Regions from separate parts of the Zea mays genome. Here region 2 is linked to region 1. Evidence: chromatin contacts called from public Hi-C data. All regions are on one chromosome and are shown on one strand. The core of a region is the stretch at or near the end of the contact, and the rest is flanking DNA. Distances in the headings are between cores, read along the strand shown.

Region 1 (2,745 bases), core at 102-2,601:
CGACGAACTCCGCCTCGCCCGACCCCAGGGCTCGGACTCGGGCTCAGCCCCGGAAGACGACGAACTCCGCCTCGCCCGACCCTAGGGCTCGGACTTGGGCTCGGCCCCGGAAGACGACGAACTCCGCCTGGCCCGACCCAGGGCTCGGACTCGGACTCAGCCCCGGAAGACGACGAACTCCGCCTCGCCCGACCCCAGGGCTCGGACTCAGCCCTGGCCTCAGCCGACGGTCTCTGCCTCGCCCGACCCAGGGCTCGGACCGACCACGTCACAGGAGGGGCCATCATTACCCTACCCCCTAGCTAGCTCAGGCTACAGGGAACAAGACCGGCGTCCCATCTGGCTCGCCCCGGTAAACAAGTAATGATAGCGCCCCGAATGCCCCATGACGACGACAGCTCTCAGCCCCCTTACGGAAGCAAGGAGACGTCAGCAAGGACTCGACAGCCCCGACAGCTGTCCTTCCGCTAGGCTCCAGCGCTCCTCCGACTGCCACGACATCACACAAACAGGGTGCCAAAACCTCTCCGTCTGCCACGACGGCATGTACTCAGGGCACTAGCTCCTCCCTGCTAGACACGTTAGCACACTGCTACATCTCCCATTGTACACCTGGACCCTCTTCTTACGCCTATAAAAGGAAGGTCCAGGACCCTCTTACAGAGGGTTGGCTGCGCGGGGACGGACGGGACGGCGCGCATAAGCCTCTCGCTCTCTCCCACGCGGACGCTTGTAACCCCCTACTGTAAGCGCACCCGACCTGGGCGCGGGACAAACACGAAGGCCGAGGGTTTCCCCTTTTACGCCTATCTCCCTCCGGCTTTTTCCCCCTTCGCGCTCCGTCTCGCGCCGACCCATCTGGGCTGGGGCACGCGGCGACAATTTACTCGTCGGTCCAGGACCCCCCGAGGTCAAAACGCCGACAAGATGTGATCGTTATTTATAAAAAAAATGACGCGGAATGACCGTTAAAACTGATGATACAGTAGAGATAGAGATACAGATAAAGGTAGAATCAAATCCGCAATCATCCGCAACAAGTCTAACATTCTCTTTAGAAAAAAAATTCTACTTATTGTGTGTTTTCAACTAAACTATATTTTTTTTATAAAAAGTTGTATAATTTGAATGAAATTTCTGTGTCCTCAAACGCGTTACGGTGCAAAAAAGCTACCGCAGTAACCGATTTTTTATATATAATACAAGTAGATCAACTGATTTGTTGTATCAGCAGTGACGTGCTATGGGCCATGGTAGAAGACAAACGAGGTGTTGCCGTATGAGTCTGACGTCCCCACCGGCTGAGGACTCAGGACACAGGACAGGACGACACTGCGCGTAGATTCGTGTGGCTGGCCACACCGGCCACCTGTATGTTGGCCCGCCGCGACCCAAATCTGTCATGTGCCGGCCCGCCGTGCCCCTCTGTTCGCCGTCGACCGGCCGGCCACTCGCTATCACTCTACCTCGCTAGAAAGTTCCAAACGACTACGGCATCCTCTGACTCCCCCGCTCTCGGTCCGCATTTCCATTGTGCTTTCTCCGTTGCATGCAGCCTCGCATCTATTCTAGCCTCCGCCCTCAGCTCACCACCACGACCCGAGGGAAAGGGAGAGGGGACGAATGGCGAGCTCTCAGTGCTGCGATAACCCGCCAGCCCTGAACCCGGCCTGCGGGAAGGGCAAGGTCGTCGACAGCTTCGGCGGGCTCAAGGCCTACGTCGCCGGCCCCGAGGACTCCAAGGCCGCCGTCGTCCTCGTTGCCGACGTCTTCGGTACTTCTTCGTTTCTCCTTCCCCTCGAGATCGTTCGCCTGTGGTATGGCACGTTACAAGTAAAAAGCCTTCTTTCTCCTCTTGCAGGATTCGAAGCGCCGATTCTGAGGTATCACTCCTTGTGACGGAGTTCCCCCCTGACCCTGTGTTCTTTGTTATCATCATCATTTTTTTTTGCAAACGCCCTTGCATCCAAAGATCTGTACAATCACTAGGGTTGATGGAGATGACTCGGTGGATTTTAGGGGAATGTCATTATCATCAATAATGGCAGGTGATTATGTGCTGCTAGCACATCCTAGGCTGCTAGTAAAAACTGTATTATTTTGCTCTGACTTTTAGTTCAACACTGAAGTGGCGAAACTTGTATCCTTTTGCTCAGTTGCTGGCACACAATTAGGAATAAGTACAAAATCTGATGGCATACCAAGAATTTTTCCCATGGTCTATGCCAGTGAGTGTTAAGTCACCATCTCCTGCTGGTTCTCAAAGTTTGTTGCGAAAAGATGGAAACAAATTATGTGAGTCAGATCACAGTACAGTAACTATTCACTACTACTCCCAAGTTCCAAATCGTAAGTGTAACTTGTTCTGGCCTTTTTAGATACATAGTATAGAAATAGCTATGTACCTAGAAAAGATAGAATGACCTACAATTTAGAATGGAGTAGTGAATAGCCTACCTATATATAAGCCAAATAGCTTATTACTTCATATCTATGCAACATGGATACATATACATGTATCAGTATCAGATGGATACGAGGACATGGATATGTCATTTTACCAAAAATATCCGGTACACGGATATGGTTCACTATTTTTAAATATAAATAAACAAATATAAAATGATGCATATTAAAATTCTAAAAGTAGTAGTAGCTTAGCAGTTTTGCCAATGTTTGTAATCTAACATGTGCAGTGTCTTGCTTGTCTTTTTCATATTTATTTCTGTCAACACTCAACCAAGC
Region 2 (2,745 bases), core at 123-2,622, 89 kb after region 1:
GGCTCGGACCGGGCCCAAAAAGCGGGCTTCGTGTCGGGCTCACGGGCCTCGTGCTTTTTGGCCATCTATATTTCTAGCAACGCGACCCTTGGGAACTGCCAACGGATGCTTCGGGAAATGGCTAGTCAAGGATAGGCTATTCCTGTATCCGGTATGCGAAGTGCGTTTGATAGCCGTTGGTATAGGATCTGGTGGCTGAGAATAAAAACGGTGACGTGGACAAACGGTGTCGCTCGTTTGCGTCACGGTTTGTATAGTAGTAAAAGTAATGCGTATTCCACTGTCCTGGAATCGGGTCTGCTGTGGTAGGGCTGCCATTCAGAGTTGAACAAATCATTTAGAAATCATTATGTTGCTCGGCAACAGATTAAGACCCTATATTGTACAACTCAACTTCACTAGTAAATCTGTTTTTTTAGATTCTAGCTTTATGAGAATCTTTCTTAGTGAAGCTGAGTCATTTTCATGTCCCCATTTGGCAAAATAACATCACATAATGAAGCGAAAGAATTAAATAACTAGAATGCACTTCTTTTTTCTCTCTCTTTTTGTTTACGTTTCCTTCTTGTAACACTCCAGCCACTCACAGACTAGCGAAGTTACTTCGAGCAGCCTTTTAGAACCATAGACAATTGCTCTGAGCTAAGCACTTTTAACCTAGGGTTTTTGCTTCCGAAAAAGAAGGTGCACTTTATTAGTAATGATTATTCTACCAATCCTATTAAAACTTTAGACAGGATGTCACAATACATTCTTTTTAGAAGATCGACGTCCTCATCGGTCAACCCAAGCTAGAAACCTCTCTTCTTGACTAGCCTCTGTGTCTAGTGTCGCAACACTATATGTCATGTCATGTGACCGCGCTAGATCCAAATACACCATGTGCAATATGCACGAACCTCTAGCCCACATACGTCCGTGAAACTATGAGGGTCAGCTTTGATATATCGTAGTCACTCATAGACTAGCAGTAGTTATTCCTGACAGTCTTCTAGAACCATAGACCACCTCTCATAGAACAACACAAATCTTTTTTTTTTGCTCATTTTGTCCTCATTCATAGTATACCTGGGAAAACCTTTTGGTCGGTTACCCATCTCAAAATTGGTCTAAAGCAAACATGTTTAATCAAATAACGAGATAAGATAAAAAAGAAAATGCACCTTGCTAGTTGTCGTGGAGGGCCCATGAGTATATACGTATATGTAATATATTTAGTATTTAGTTATATATTGGGCTTATTGAAATAAAACTTTGAAGGCCCATACACTAAACATAGAAGTCCAACGACCCGCCCATCATCCACATCCATCTATTTCCCGCATCGCTTCTCTTACTTGCCTTCTCTGCTTCTCGCCCTGTCGCTCTGCTAGTCTGCTACGCGACCAAGCGACAGCAACAAGTCAGTCAATGACGGTCTCAGTTCTCACGGACAGGGAGCATTATATACTAGGGCATACTCCCTCCGTCCACGTAGAAGTGGCGATTTAGTTTTTCTCAGACAGAATAAGATACAAGGGAAAAGTTGCATGTGCCCCTAGTTTAAAGCTTGATTACATTCCAGACTTAATTACAATTAATTAATATCACCGCTTCTCGTTTCCTGCACCAGGCACACGTCCCAGCCTTCACCGCTCATCTTCTGCAACTTTTTCCTTGGCGCCAAATACTGCCGCTCAACAAAACCTGCAATTTTTCATGTAATGAAATTTTTCAGTAAATATTTCACTTGCCGCCATTTTTCCAGGCCTCTTTGGCGCATTTTTAAAATCGATACAAGTTCCTATAAATACAACTATGTAGCAGTAGCAAAACACTCACCAGCGCAGTAGCAACACAATGTCTCTTGATCTCAACTCCTTACCGATTCCAGATCTCAACTTGCCTACAGAAGATAGTGTAGCAGGAGCATTACAAGGTGAATATGATGAAATTACTACTTATGCATATGGTAAGTTCATCATATTTTGTTACTAATCCAATTTTGTTGCATGTAGATAAAGGATTACCAAATCAGTTCGAAATTAACATGCATTGGGGTTATGATGATGAAGCTTTACCTGATTTGAACATCTGTATCGACCCATTTGAGCACAGTGAATACAATGTTCAACAGTAGCATGATGGATCTCTCAACCAAATGCAACAGACAGCACCAGGTACATTCTTGCATTAGTATTCATTCAGTATGCATAAATTTCTTCTATGTTCACTTTCTGTTCATCATGTAAAGTTCGCAGGAATAAAAGAAAAAATCTCACCAAGCAAGAACGAGATGACATATACAAAGCCCTGCTACAAAGCAGCAACAATGGGACATTGAGGAAAATTTCCACTCGATTAGTTTCTCAAACATTCAATTGTAGCATGAGGACTGTAGAGAGAATTTGGGAGAGGGCAAAGGCATGCATTCAAGCTGGAACCACAATTGATGTGCAGTCCAGAAAACCTATGAATTGTGGTAAGAAAAAAATTCAAGCTGATTTTGCTCCCCTTGCTGAGATTCCTCTCAATGAAAGAAGTACTATTAGGGCAATTGCAAGTAAAGTTGGAATGAAAAAGAGCATAATTCATAAAAGGTTCTGAAAGGGAATTAGGCTTACACCTAGTTCCTAAATAATTTTGGTGGTTGAATTGCCCAACACAAATATTGGACTAACTAGTTTGCTCTAGTGTATAAGTTATACAGGTGCAAAAGGTTCACACTTAGCCAATAAAAAAGACCAAGTATTGGGTTCAAATAAA

What was found. A called contact is a pair of places that touch in the nucleus more often than the background predicts.
Region 2: a contact with region 1 is called in a Hi-C map of leaf, with 7 times the contacts expected there. The contact joins the enhancer-like site here to the promoter of LOC100194227 in region 1. A contact is called at or near these places in 3 of 25 Hi-C or Micro-C datasets (all in leaf).

The regions. Positions count from the first base shown.
Region 1 is chr8:110,479,893-110,482,637 of Zm-B73-REFERENCE-NAM-5.0, forward strand. LOC100194227 reads left to right here and starts at 1,352. Exons shown (of 6, transcript NR_183229.1): 1 at 1,352-1,774; 2 at 1,862-1,883.
Region 2 is chr8:110,568,684-110,571,428 of Zm-B73-REFERENCE-NAM-5.0, forward strand. No RefSeq gene overlaps it. Among protein-coding and RNA genes, the nearest start is that of LOC118473126, 12 kb to the left of the region's middle. Within about 2 kb of position 1,373, at least 9 of the 20 cell types and tissues checked have an H3K27ac peak or open chromatin away from gene starts, as enhancers often do. A contact at or near this core is called in leaf, where this site is marked.